Regions from separate parts of the Mus musculus genome. Here regions 1, 3, 4 and 5 are each linked to region 2. A link is a contact called in public Hi-C, HiChIP or PLAC-seq and promoter capture Hi-C data. All regions are on one chromosome and are shown on one strand. Each heading gives the region's core, a stretch centred on a gene start, on an enhancer-like site or on the middle of the called end of the contact. The rest is flanking DNA. Distances are from core to core; before and after follow the strand shown.

Region 1 (2,700 bases), core at 124-2,623, 2.0 Mb after region 2:
CTGTCCCTAATCAGTGGTGATCTTAACAGAAACCCAGAAAACCAAAACTTTAATTACATTTGTGGTAAAGCCATCTCTTTCCTACAGTCTGGTTAGTCCACTACTCAGCTCTGAGCACTCCTTTAGCTAAAGTCTACTGTATGCAGGCTTAATGGGTCCTTTATGACATCAACTTATTGCTCCCAGCTTCTCCTGAGCCAGCAAGGGTCTTCTAATTACTGGGCTTCAGGCATCTGAAGGACAGAAGACCTTGGGGAGAGTGTGGCGAATCAGCAGGGAGACATCAGGCCAAGAGCAAGATTCAAGTCTCAGGGCAGAGAGTGGGCAGGCAATGGGGTTGCCACAGCGAGTTTCCGGAATGATGGGTTATCCATAGGATTCTGGAACCTGGGAATAAATGCGGTCTATCCTTTTCAATGTGTGGGGCTACTGTCTCAGAACCGCCCTTTTAAAATCTCGTTTGTATGTCTGTGTAGGATTATGTATAGGCGTGCAGGTGCCCTCAGAGGCCAAAAACCTGATCCCTCCGAAGCTGAAGTTACAGTGAGCAGGTTCTGGGATGGAAACTTGGCTCCTATACAAGAGTACTGTCCCCTCTTACATGCACTCTTCTGACTGAACACCTGAGGGAAAACACAAGAGTGCTGCACAAGGTCCCCTCCATACCCTGACCTAAATCCTGGGTCCGGATCCCCTTTTCTTGAGTTTGCTCGGCTGGAGGTCCCAATGCAAAACCCAGTTTCCATACCAGGTTTGGCAGCCAAGGTGAGCTTATGAGCCTAGGACTCAGGGTTTGTCTCCTCCATCCTGTTTGCTTCAGTCACAGTCCCCGAGCACACTTAGGTTGTGCCAGGGCCAAGAGTGATCGATCCAGCTCAGTACTAAGGCTGAGAATGGGCCCGTTCTACAGGTGGCTAAATTGCTCAAGTGCGTTTTACCAGACGAAATTCACCTTGATCCTGTTTGTTCCAAATGGTAAATAGTTGGTGTTACAAACGTCCTGTTTCTCAAGATGCTGATGCACCCTCCTGGCAGCAGTAATAAACTGGGGCCATGGGAGTAGTTCAGGAGAACACATAGATTGGATAGGCGCCGTCCCACTTCAGCCGCGCAAAGGTGCTCGCACCCTTCCTGAGTTTCCAGGCCAGGAAACCTGGAGAAACCTAAACCACCAGGGTTCCCTATATATACCCAGAGAGGGCGATTTGGCCTCGCCCTCGGCTCCGCCCCTTCCCGACCCCTCCCCCAAGACCGCAAATGTCGCGAGAGCTCCGCACAGCCTCTCGCCTCGGTGCCGGGCCGTCAGGAGCGCGCACGCAGGTCGCGGGCGCGCAGAGCACGCCGGGCCGTCGTAACCCCCCCACGCCCCAGCGGCGTGGTCTCGCGAGACTTGCGAGTAAACATCCCCCGAATGGAGACCCGAGGCGTGTTCGCGGCGGAGCCGCCGTTCTCCCGGGTCCGCCGACCCCGAGCCTGAGGCGGACGCAGGTACGTTTGCCGGCGGCGGCCGAGAGCCGGACGCGCCCTAGGCTCAGCCGTCCGCTGCCCGCGCGGGGGCCGCCGGCTACCGCAGCTGCTTCCCCAGAAATTGGCCCGGAGCGGCGGCGGCGGCTGCGGCGGCCTGGCCTGCGCCTGCGCGCCGCGGTGCGCAAGCGCCGTTCGCCTCCGCAGGGCCCTGCGGTCGCGAGCCCCGGGGAACCGAGCTGCAGCTCAGTGCACATCGCGGCTCGGACTCGCATTTGCTGTAGGTGTTTTTGAGTGGCGCTTTGAAGGGACGGGAGGAGCACTTGAAGATTTCATTCTGGGATCAGCCTCGCTAGCAACCCCTAGGTTTGGAGGCGAATGAAAAAGCCGGACAGAGAAAAGCATAAAAATCTGCAAAACTAGTCGGGGGGGGAAAAAGTTAATATTTAAGACAAGGTCTGAGTAGCTCAAGCTGGCTTTGAACTCCTGATCCTCACGTCTCTGCCTGGCGCTGGGATTAAAGACGTACAGCGCCACACCACTTACCGTTATTTTTTAAACGCAAGACCGTGATTTCTATAAAGTGTCCTATGTATCACAGGGTCACTTGTATTAAGTGGTCCCGCCCTGTGACTTTGTGTCATCTTGCGGAGCAGTTCAGTCGGCACCACAGCCCGCTTTGAGAACCACTCCCCAGACTCCCGGTACCCTGCTGTGGTTAGAACCGATTTTTAGTCTGCTATTTTAGTCACCGATGGACCTGTCTCCTTAGGTTTGCTTTTTGGGAATAGTGGGTCAAGAGTCGCATGTGGCCTTTGGTGTCTTGTTTCCAGAATTCATCTATGTTGTTGCATAAACCAGTACCTTTTTTTATGGTTGTAGCGTAAGTCAGTATTTCATCTTTTACGGCTGAATGATAGTCCGTTGTTTAATAGCCCACAGTTACCCCTATTCATGTGGAATACCTTTTGCCAAGGTCTTATCTTGCAGTATGTGACACATTTGGCCACAGAGCTAATTTTTTGTGGACTTTTTGGTTTTTGTTTTTGTTTTGAGTGTAAGGGTGAAGTGGCTACTGGAACCTGCACTTTTGCTCATTAGGACTCTCCTGCAGTCTCTAAACACCCCTTATAACCAACAATTTGCTGTTACTATCTAAAAAGTGATGCGGTGTTGGCAGGCCTCCCCCTCGCCCCTCGGGAATGAAGGAGCATGTTTTCTGGTCAGATCTTGTTC
Region 2 (2,700 bases), core at 22-2,521:
GTGGGCATTAACACACGGGGACAAGAGGCAGCGTGTGCTCAGCTACACTTTTACACGATGTTAATATTATCAGGTAATTTAAGTCTTTTTTGTTTTGTTTTGTTTTGTTTTTTACATGAAATCTTGCCGCATAGCTCAGGTTGTCCTGAAAAGTCCCCACCCTCCTGACTCATCTCCCTAAGGTCTAGGATTACAGGCCACCAAGTGGAGCCTTTGCTTAATGCTATTGTTAATCAATCAACGAATGCATTAGGTAATATCTGTTTGCTTGTTGGGATAATTTACTGAGCGGACTGCTAGGAGGCACAGGGTCTCACGTAGCCCAGGCTGGCCGTAAAGTCACTAAGTAGCCAAGAGTGACCTTGTAATTCTGATCCTCCTGCCTTGATCCCCTAGCCCCAAGTTGGGATGAGAGACCGCCACGCAAACGGTTAATTTTAATAATAAAAAATAGGCGATATTGTTATATAGGGTCATTAAGGGCAGAGCTGCGGAGGATACCCCAGACTACTCTTTTCCTGAGAGGGAAGTTTCTAGACGCCTTGTGCTGCGCGGGGCAATGTGAGCTGGAGAGCAGGTTTGGGGACACCAGGAACTCCCACCTCACTGAGCACCAGACCTTTCCTTTTGCAACCAAGGTAATCTTGGCAAGTTAGTTTAGATGTAGTGTTGCTAGGCGACGGTAGCTTTGGTTTATGGTTTCCCTTGCCAGATTTTGTTCATGGCGAGGCCACCACCTGTGCAAAGGCCCTGGCAGCGAGCTTGCTGCTAAGGAGCCTCGTTAGCGCAGTAGGTAGCGCGTCAGTCTCATAATCTGAAGGTCGTGAGTTCGATCCTCACACGGGGCATCCTGCATTGTTTTCTTGCTTAAGGTAAAACCCCTTCGTTCTACCCTGTAAACGGGGTCAGAGGTGGGACTTGTGGGAGGGGTGTGGTCATGCTAGGAGCGGGGCTTTCCGGAGCTGAACCCGGCGACCCTCTTTTAGTGAGCAGCTGGGCGTCCTAAGTTTCTAGCCAAACGTTTTGGGGGCGGAGCCTGGAAATAGGGTGTGGCTCCATACAAGGGCGTGGACCTAACACGTAGGGCGGGGCCTACTGCTCAAGGGGCGGGGCGAAGCGTCTGGGTGGGGCTTGGAAGGGTGGGAGCGTCTAGGGGCGGGGCGAGTCTTCATGGGGGCGTGTGAGGGGTTGGGGTCGGAGGGCGTGGTCACGCTTGGGGTGGAGCTTGAGGAGCCTGCAAGCGGGACTACGGCTGCCTGGCCGCCTGCGCAGAGCGCTGTGCGTGCGCGTCCGCGTGCGCGCCTCCGCGGTGGTGACGGGCATGGCGGTGTGTGCTCGGCTCTGCGGCGTGGGCCCCGCGCGTGGGTGCCGCCGCCGCCAGCAGCGCCGCGGCCCGGCCGAGACTGCGGCGGCGGACAGTGAGGCGGACACGGACCCCGAGGAGGAGCGCATCGAGGCGGGGCCGGCGCGTTGCTCTCTGCTGGAGCTCCCGCCTGAGCTGCTCGTGGAGATCTTCGCGTCGCTGCCCGGCACCGACCTGCCCAGCCTGGCTCAGGTCTGCAGCAGGTTCCGCCGAATCTTGCACACGGACACCATCTGGAGACGGCGCTGCCGCGAGGGTGAGCGGGTGCATCCCCTAGTACGGACACTTGGCCGAGGCAGGAGCATGGTGTGGAGTTCCAAACCAGGCCTGCTGCAGAGTGAGAAAACCAGACAGCTAGCAGGCCAGGGCTGCAGAGTGAGATCCTGTTTTTAAAAATGTCAGACCCCGTCCCCCTAAACCAAACCTACAGCCCACCCTCCCGGTGCAGGAATAATGAGGACGCAAAGCGGCCACAGTCCCATTTGAAGGCCTTACGTCCGTGTACATACATCACGGTACTCAGCCTGAATGGCTTGTTGGTGTGTGTGTGTGTGTGTGTGTGTGTGTCCTGGAGGCTTGCTGTTCCGTGAAGGGAACATCAGGGATTCCACTGCCTGCATGTCACACAGGCTAGTGCTCTGACTGTGTGTGGGCTTCAGCCTTTTCTGTCTTCTGGCCACAGCACGCCGGAGACTGCTTTGTGCATTTTGTAGAAATGCAGGGGATTTACATCTATCTTGTGAAAACCTCTGGGGTGGTTCATCTTCGTGAGCCTGCACTTCTCCAAGTGGGATTGTGGGATGGCAGGCTGTGTGAGGAAGCGGTTTCCCCAGGTCCTCCCTGCTGCAGGGTTCTTGTGTAATTTCACGGTTGACATCAGGGTTCTGGCTTGTCTCCCCTTACCTTCGCACTGTGGGAAGTTGGGGTAATCTTACCCCACGTCTGAGTGGGATTGTGACTTGGGTAGGGGCTTTTATAATAAGTATGCAAAGCCTTCAGTCCTGAACATGACTGGTATGTCTGTTGGCCCAATGTAACGTCCTGTTTGTCTTTTGTCTTGTTTTCTTGTATAAGATCCTCAGTAGTAACCTTTAGTCGCACAGGATGGGTGATGTTTGTTTTCAGCTTCTGTCTGAGCACTGTTCTTTCTTTTTTACAAATTACTCTGTTACTCTGTTTATTGTTATTGTGTGTGTGTGTGAGAGAGAGAGAGAGAGAGAGAGAGAGAGAGAGAGGGGCATGCATGTCTTTGGAGGTTAGAGGACATCTGTTTCTTCTCTGGCAGTGGTCCTCAACCTTCCTATTGCCACAACCCTTTAATACACCTCATGCTGTGG
Region 3 (2,700 bases), core at 61-2,560, 2.4 Mb before region 2:
CTCCCTTCCATGTTCTCTCTCCCCCTACCCCCTCCCACTGTATTTACTTCTGATATGCCTAACAACCTTGTGTCCATAATGGTCTCTCAGGTAATTGGGTTTGTTTGTTGGCATTTGAGACAGTGTCTCATGTAGCCCAGGGTGGCTTTGAACAACTTCTGGTCCTACAGAGATTATAGGTGTGTGCAGCCACACCTGGCTCAAGTAGCTACTTCTAAATGCTTTTCTTTTTTTTTCCGAGTTCAATTCCCAGCACCCATGCTAGGTGGCGCACAACCCCCCTGTAACTAACTTCAGAGTCCAATGCCCTCCTTCTGGCTTTCTGAGCTCTTAAAAGATCAAAACTGCCCCAAGGAACTCGATGCCTCTATCAGCAGGAAGTAGTCTACGGATATCGAAGCCCCCTTTTCCTCTAGCCTTCTTTCTCCTACCTAGTGTTGGGGGGTTGAGAGGGAGACAAGTGGTAGAAATAGGAACCCATAAAGTGGTCAAAAGTCTGGCTACAATGTTGTCTAAGTGGGACACAATGAAAAAACCGAAAAGGAAAGGCCACCCGAAGTAACAAGGGACCTCACAAGTTCAGCAAGGGTCCCTGGGCAGTTATCAGCCCTGAATATTTACAAACTCTAGTACAGCCTCGGGCTAATCTCAGTTCACTGTTTAGTAATGTGGGGAGCAGAATGGAAAAGACACCCCCATACACACACTACGGTCTTCCGAAACAGCCGCAGAGGACTAACAGAACTGTGTGCACGCCTGCTATCGGCTTCTACTAGGGTCTGGAACTTCAGGGGCAGCGATGAGAGTGAACATGCCCGGGGACTGGGGGCACTGTCATTTCCGAATCTCCGGCAGTAGGACAGACCCATCAAAATGCAAGCTGTGCCTGGAAAGCAAAAAGCTGCAACCCGCTGCAGAGCCCAGACAATCGAACGAAGAACAAGCCTGAACCGATCTGAATTAGGTTGGGAAAAACTGTGAGCACACCACCGCCGCCCAGAGCGCGACTTCCTCAGCTCCGCCCACGGGCGCCTCCTTCCCCAGCCCACGCTCGCCGCGGAGGGTCAGCTCCAGCCGGAGACCGGCGCTTCTGGCAAGCTCTCGGTCCGGAGCACTGGATCCACCGCGGTGAATCGGGTCGCAGGACTCCAAATCGCCTGCCCCGCCCCTCCCCGGTACTGGATGTGACGTCAACAAAGCGCTCCCAGTTCCGACCTTGCCCCGAGTCTCGGCGCCGATCTTTGACGTCATTGCCATGCGCCTTCCCCTCCCTACTCGCTGAGCGCCCCCTTACGTCATCTCTAGGCGCCTTCCCGCCCCTCAGGTGTTCAAGCTCCGGGCGCGCGAGGTTCTCGCTATTAGCCCGCGAGTGCCGCTTCCTCCACGCTCTCTGCAAACATGTTTCCGAGCGTCTCCTCTCCGCGAACCCCAGGGCCGGGGACCCGACGCGGTCCGCTAGTCGGGATCGGGCCCACGTCCACGCCTAGAGCGAGCAGGAGGGGTCTGTCTCTGGGATCTGCGGTTAACTCGCCCGTGCTGTTCTCGCCCGCAGGCCGGCGCAGCTCGGTGAGCTCACGGTAAGTGGGGGTTCGGGGACCAGCGGGGTCCGCTCCACAGCGGGGAGGTGGAGCCTGGCAGTGGGGTAAGCTGCCGCAGAGTTCGAAAGTACTTCTGGTCATTCTCGCGTTTTATTGTCGCTGCTTAATGGTGGCCCTCGTTTTGCCCGTTCTCTGTTTAACTCTTTATTGGACCCATGGATTCACTCTGTCTCCGCGCTACAGAAAAGAATGAAAGAACCTTTTGAGCACTACGCTTGCAAGGTAGGAACATACTTCAGATTATTGTAAAGATTAAAAAGTCATTTCTTTATTATGTTGACACAGGTCAGTGTCGGGCTGCTGTTTGTTTAAAGTTGTGGTTTGACTCTGTGGCGTTTGACACGAGTAACATTTGGTCTGGTGTAGTCTTTTTGTGATATAGTGTAGGAATGCAGCCTGGAACTCAGTCCTGTCCACTTTGGGACAGCCCATGCTACGTACCCTAGGCTGACTTTGCTCAATCCACTTTTAAGATTCTTCTATTTCAAGCATGCAGTAGCTTGTCTGGCTACCATCATTTTGTTTAACACTTCCAGCTTTAAGTCAGGATCTCAGCATCTCAGGATTCAGTACACCTATCTGAGTCATGGTAAGAGCCTACAAACCTGGCAAAAATGTTTTCTCAGTGCCTAGCAAATGCTTATTACTACATACTGATTGGCAGTTAAAGGACTTGGGCCACAAAATGTGATGGTTGTGACTAGGTTACATAAAAGCACTTTGTGTGTGTGTGTGTGTGTGTGTGTGTGTGTGAGAGAGAGAGAGAGAGAGCGTGCTTCACTAAAGATGCTGGTGTGCTGCCAAGTCCACATGTATAGTAGAATTGTTACCCTCCTCAATGTAATTAACACGAAAATTCAGAATTGGGTTACCTTTTTCTAGAAGAATTTCTTCTGTTCATCTTTCAAAAGTGAATTTCTGGGATGGAAAGATGGCTCTGGGGATAAGAGCACTTGCTTTTCGATATCTATCTATCTATCATACAATCATATATATATATATACACATATATACACACACACACATATATGTATATATGATGGGTTAAAAAGATAGTAAGATGCATATATGTTCTGATACATCATTTTTGCTCAAAACAAAC
Region 4 (2,700 bases), core at 105-2,604, 2.3 Mb before region 2:
GGAATAGTTCAACTGAACTGCAGAAATCCCAAAGTGATCTGCTTCCTGGAAACATCCCGCTGGGACCTACTTTTTTTTCTTCCTTCCTTCCTTCCTTCCTTCCTTCCTTCCTTCCTCCTTCCTTCCTTCTTTTTCTTTCTTTCTTTTTTTTTTTAGTGTGATCCTTCCTGGATGCCTGTCCTTTCAAATCTTTCTGCAGCGATTGCATCAATGCTTCCTTTTACAAAAGCCATCTGTAGAGCAGGATTGCAACAGTAACAACCCTGCGACCCTGTCCATTAGAGCCCAAGCCAAACATTTGCACCAGGTCCTTGAGCAGGCCCTAGGCTTTATTTTATTTTATTTATTTATTTTTACAAAAGTTGGCCTCTAGTAAGTTATAAAAGGCAAGGGCAGGTGAGGCGGCTCATACCTGCTAATTCCAGCACTTGTGAGGTTGGCGGAGAAGGATCAGGAGTTCAAGACCAGCTTGGGCTCTGGAATGAGTTCTAGACCAGCCTTGGTAACATGAGATTTGTCTCAAAAAGGGGGCAGAGGAGGGAAATGTATTAAAATAGCAACATCAACAACATCATTAACAACAACAATAAAAAAATCACTAAGGCCTGAGAACCCGGGCGTTGTGAAAAGAGGAAGGAATCGGGACACAGGATTTGGTCCTCGGCTAGGTGTTGGTTGCTCAGGTTGCATCTAGAGCTGAAGCCTCCTCGCGAGGCCCCCAGTAGCGAGTGGGCGAACGAGCTGGGGGTTCACAGCAGCGCCCCAGGCGCGGGCGCAGGAGCGGGCGGGGGCCCGGCGGGCGCGCGGGGAGGTGCAGGCTTCAGGCTAGGGCGGCGCCTTCGTCTCCGGCTGCTGTAGGACCGCGGAGCCACCGCTCCATCGGCGACATCTTGGTGGAGGACGCGCAAGGAGAAACGCTGTTCGCGCTATAGCTGCTGCGCCACGATCTCAGCTGACCTCCGGAGAGCGGAGGATAGAACAGGCAGGAGGTAAGGACGCTGCTCCTAGAGTCCCCGACTCCTCGCCCAGGAGGGTGTCTGGGGACCTAAGATCCCCTGTCCCGTCACCTTGAGTCCGGTGGTCTCCACCTCTACCGAGTGGAGCAGACCCCTGGTGACCACCTATCATTCCATCTAGATAGGTCGCGTCGCCTGGAATCCCTCCTGAAACCCCGCCCCCGCTATTACCTGAACTAGGGGCCTTCCCAGCCCGGAACTCCGCCCCCGCTAGGAACGCCCTCTCCCAGAAACACCCGTCACAGACCCGCCCCCTCTCCGCCCCTCCTTGCCCCAGCCTCCGCCCTCCAGTCCGGGCGGGGCTCCGGGTTTGAACCGCGCGGCGGGCCGCGCCTCTGAGTCCGTCGCACCCGTAGGCGGCAGCGCGGAGCAGGCAGTCGGCGGCGCGCGGCACCATGTCCCCGGGCAGCGGGGTGAAGAGCGAGTATATGAAGCGCTATCGGGAGCCGCGCTGGGACGAATACGCGCCGTGCTACCGCGAGCTGCTGCGCTACCGCCTGGGCCGCCGGCTGCTGGAGCAAGCGCACGCGCCCTGGCTCTGGGACGCCTGGGGCCCGGACAGCCCCTCGGACAGCTCGGCTTCACCCAGTCCGGCCCCCAGGGGCGCGTTAGGGGAGCCCTCGGCGCCCTCCGCGCGGGAGGAGGAGCAGCCGGTGGGGGAGCGCGGCGCGGAGCTGCGGGACGCGGAGGAGCAGGACACAGTGTTACCAGGTACGGGCACAGCGCGTTGCTCCGTTCTCAGCGCTTCCTGTTTTGGTTTAATTGGGGTTGACAGAATCCGCTTGCTGAACTAAGCGGGGAAGGTGCGGGCCGCATTTCCACCTTCCCACCCCAGGTTTCCCTAATTTGGTGACTCTTGGCGGAGCCCTTTATGACCTCCAACTCATATGACCCTGGTTGGGGTCCTTGGTCGCAGGCAGTGGCCCGCTCAGTGAGCCCTCGATCCACCAGATGGCGGATCTGTTTGTTTCTGCGCATCCTGTTTGGCGAGAGGAGCTTTTCATTCCAAAGATGACCGACTGAAGTTAAGAACGCCCGAGCTGTCATAATGGGGTCATGGTTGTCAGTGTGAACGCCTTGAAGGCCTGGTCTCGCTGTCTCTGAAGAATGGTATGCGTTTGTTTGTGGACGAACCCCTCTTTGTATACGCTGTGAGCCACTTTCCCGCCGTTGCGGAGTGGGGCTGTCAGCAGAGAGCCCTGGGGTTTGCCTGGACTCAGGGCAGTACTTCAGTACAACTGTAGATCACTATGGTTGCCAGCCACCTCTCTGAACTCTTCTGAGAGTCCAGTGGTGAAAAAGTTATTTCTCAGTGACTGGTCTAGGAATATGTATTTTCTCATTCGACCTTCAAAGTCATATGATGGGCCCTTTGTTTTTAATCTCAGTTTTGTAAACAAAGCCATGGGAGCTTGGGATCCATGGTCGGAGTCTGAAAGGGTCGGATTTCCCTGCTCTTGGTTACTATGTTTGCCTATTCTCAGTTCTTGCATGGCTGGGCCGCCTTGTGTCATCTGGTCGCTTATGACGACCATTCTGATGCTTCAGTGATGTGGTTAGAAATTAGGGAAAGTGGCAGAAGGTGGTGGGGGCGGTGAGCATGTCTCCCAGGTATTAATATGAAAACTGAGCCCTTGCTAACTGTGAGGTTTTTTTTTATTGGGACGAGCAAACCTGCTTTTCC
Region 5 (2,700 bases), core at 196-2,695, 2.2 Mb before region 2:
CAGCTCTTTCTCACACAGCCATGCTGAATCCTTCAGAACCTGCTGCCTGGTTTTTAATTGTTTATCCATTAAGGTCACAGCTGAATTTAAAAATCCACTCCTCGTTGGACCGCAAACTCTTGGGGAAGTTTCCATGGCACTCGTACACCGAGTAGAGCCTTCCAGGCCAGACCCTGGCCCCACCCTGTGGCAGGAAGGAAGCAGGGGCACAAACTGCAGATAACCTGACAGATCGTCATGCTTTTCCGTGCGAGTCCCTCCTTCGGACGACGAGCACAGACCACGTCAAAGTTTCAAGTCTCGTGAGGGACTGGCAGGCACAGGCCAACCATACATAGTAGTGGTTGTTTATTCTTGCCTCGACTGGGGGAGGGGGAGCACCCAGCACGTGCATTGAGAATGGCTGGGTGCTGCAGGAGAAAAAAAGATGAAAAAATCATGTCTCCATATCCAAGGCCTGTGGTCATCAGAGGACCATATATTTGTATTTATAAAGGTAATATAATGCAACCATATCTGGAGGGGAGGACGGGAGGAGAGAGGGAGGGAGGGAAAATACACGAGGCCAGGGGTCTACAGAAAAGAGACAGCATTCATCCACTTAAAACTCATTATAATCTCAATGCAAAGAAAGGAATTCCAACACCCCCACCCCACCCTCCCGAGGCCCACAACCCTGCCCCTAGAGACACAAAACGCAGGCGTGGCCCTGAGCCTTCATCCCTGCGGTTGGTGCTGCAGGGAGGAGGACAAGAATCGACGACAAATTGGCTCCTGCAACCCTGAGAGATTTAAACAATCCAAGGAGGAAAATGTAGAGTGAAACCAGGGTCAAAGCGGGAGGGAACTTGGTAGAATCACAGCAGGGGGCACCTGCTGGCCAGAGAGTCCAGACCAGCGCCTGATACCCCTAGAGCCTCAAGATTCCAGCCTAGCCTGAAACACCCAGACATTCTCAAGTTCCAGCTCGACCTTGACACCCCAAGAATATCAGGATCCCTCCCAGCCGCTGACACTTTAGGATTCTCAGTGTCTCCACCTGGCTCCTAACACCCAGATTCTCAGGATCCCAGCTGCTGACATTACTAGGATCCCAAGCCAACCCTAAACCACCCAAGACTCTAAATATCTCTGCCTGGTTCCTGACACCGCGAGGTTTGCAGGATATCTCGATATTCTAGACACCGGCTCTGGAGACCCTGACCCCGGCCCCCAACATTCCGGGACCCCAAGGCCTGCCCCTCTAAACACGTACGCAAACCCGCGCGTCTTACCGTAAGTCTCGGACATGGCGGTCTGCGCCATTCTGCCGCCACAGCTCCGCGGGGTCCGTCCTCCAGTCTCCGCAGAGCGAGAGGAACCGAGCGTGGAGAGCCGGGAACGGGCCCACGGCGAGCCGGCCACCGGCTGCGGCCCAGCGGGACTCGGCTCCGCGTCTGCGCACCGCCGCCCGGCGAAGGAGCCCGGCGGAGCAGGGGGAGGGGCGGGGTCGCAGGAGGAAGGAGGAGCGGGGCTGGGGAAGGGGAGGAGGGAGGGCAAGAGAAATGGTTGGAGGCTCCTAGTTGGAGGAGGAGGTGAAGGCAAAGGAGGATGAAGGAGGGGACCAGGAAGGAGGGAGGGCGGGACTAGGGAGGGGGCGCCTGCGCCCGTAGATCCTCCCAGATGGCTTAGCAGTACAGACTCAGCCTTTCTTAAGAGTGACCTGCCAGGCTAGGGTGGACAGGAGGCCGCCCGAGGGCTTGTTTTGACAGAAAGGGGGTTCACTAGCAGAAAGCCACGCAGGTGTGTTTGGTCACCAGAACTCTCCTGCTCACCACGTTAGTGGGCAGAGCAGTGCTGCTTGGCTCTTACTGCAGGCTAATTTCGAAGGTGTGTTCGGTTAATGAAGCAATACAGGTCAGAACCTACCCCTTCCTCCGAGGAAAAGGGTTGGGACATTTATTGAAAGGCAAATTGGGGTCGGGAGTTTGACCCACCTGAGCAAACCGGGGCCTAAGTAAGATCCTGCCTTCTTCACAGCAGCAGATGCCTGGGCTGTGGGAAGCCTACCGTGTACCTTTAACCTCCGCTGTCAGGCTCTACCACGGGTCAGACATTCTCTCCTGCCTCCGTGCTGCCTGTCCTAATATTTCATTATTGTGCTTTATGACAGAAAATTAAGGAGATGTGGGAAGGGAAAGAAGCCCCCGCCCCCATCCCGTAATCTTGTTGAAGTCTCTTGCTGGCACAGCATGCAAAGTTTGCTGTTGAGATTGTCTACCATCGTGTCGCTTGCCTATAATCCCAGCATTCAGGAGGCATAGGCAGGGTTGTTTCAAGTTGAAGGCCTATCTGGGCTACACAGCAAGGAGGGAAAACAAAGATGATAGAGACACAACTCAAAAAAATATATAAGTAAATATATTTTAAAATAACAGGAGTGACTGCCTGAATAATTCATTTGATATAGAGATATTTCATATACGAATGTGAAAATAGCCCAGCAGTGGTAGTGCAAGTCTTTGATCCCAGCACTGGGGAGGCAGAGGCAGGTGGACCTCTGTGAGTTCGAGGCTAGCCTGATCTAGCCTGTCTCCAAAAAAAAAAAACAAAAGGAAAAAAAAAAAAGAAAGAATGTTAAAATAGGAAGGAACTGCGCTGAAGGCCTGAGAGTGTGCGACCTTTGAGCTCAGCTTTCTTTCCCAGATGCAAATCTGTAAT

What was found. Promoter capture Hi-C pulls out the DNA fragments that hold promoters and counts their contacts. Hi-C and Micro-C count contacts between places; a contact is called where the count stands out from the background. HiChIP or PLAC-seq counts read pairs in DNA pulled down with a chosen protein or histone mark.
Region 1: a contact with region 2 is called in a Hi-C map of muscle stem cells, with 5 times the contacts expected there. The contact joins the promoter of Mbtps1 here to the promoter of Fbxo31 in region 2. A contact is called at or near these places in 2 of 484 Hi-C or Micro-C datasets (CD4 T cells and muscle stem cells) and 1 of 9 other capture datasets (liver).
Region 3: a contact with region 2 is called in an H3K27ac HiChIP or PLAC-seq map of thymic regulatory T cells, with 12 times the contacts expected there. The contact joins the promoter of Nup133 here to the promoter of Fbxo31 in region 2. A contact is called at or near these places in 1 of 39 promoter capture datasets (pre-B cells), 1 of 484 Hi-C or Micro-C datasets (CD8 T cells), 1 of 115 datasets of contacts at active chromatin or transcription factors (thymic regulatory T cells) and 1 of 9 other capture datasets (liver).
Region 4: a promoter capture Hi-C map of embryonic stem cells shows a contact between it and region 2, with 4 times the contacts expected there. The contact joins the promoter of Ccsap here to the promoter of Fbxo31 in region 2. A contact is called at or near these places in 1 of 39 promoter capture datasets (embryonic stem cells) and 1 of 484 Hi-C or Micro-C datasets (regulatory T cells).
Region 5: a promoter capture Hi-C map of embryonic stem cells shows a contact between it and region 2, with 4 times the contacts expected there. The contact joins the promoter of Rab4a here to the promoter of Fbxo31 in region 2.

Annotation. Positions count from the first base shown.
Region 1 is chr8:119,557,434-119,560,133 of GRCm38.p6, reverse strand. It overlaps Mbtps1 (membrane-bound transcription factor peptidase, site 1), which reads left to right and starts at 1,373. Exons shown (of 23, transcript NM_001167910.1): 1 at 1,373-1,488.
Region 2 is chr8:121,577,377-121,580,076 of GRCm38.p6, reverse strand. Fbxo31 (F-box protein 31) reads left to right here and starts at 1,271. Exons shown (of 9, transcript NM_133765.4): 1 at 1,271-1,619. The coding sequence starts at 1,322. It overlaps n-TMcat17 (a tRNA gene), which reads left to right and starts at 776; the gene lies at 776-848.
Region 3 is chr8:123,947,875-123,950,574 of GRCm38.p6, reverse strand. Nup133 (nucleoporin 133) reads left to right here and starts at 1,310. Exons shown (of 26, transcript NM_172288.2): 1 at 1,310-1,577. The coding sequence starts at 1,399.
Region 4 is chr8:123,858,122-123,860,821 of GRCm38.p6, reverse strand. Ccsap (centriole, cilia and spindle associated protein) reads left to right here and starts at 1,354. Exons shown (of 3, transcript NM_001379289.1): 1 at 1,354-1,727. The coding sequence starts at 1,412. Gm9901 (a long non-coding RNA gene) reads right to left here and starts at 1,367. Exons shown (of 2, transcript XR_388182.4): 1 at 1,188-1,367; 2 at 324-952.
Region 5 is chr8:123,804,741-123,807,440 of GRCm38.p6, reverse strand. It overlaps Rab4a (RAB4A, member RAS oncogene family), which reads right to left and starts at 1,445. Exons shown (of 8, transcript NM_009003.3): 1 at 1,275-1,445. The coding sequence starts at 1,305.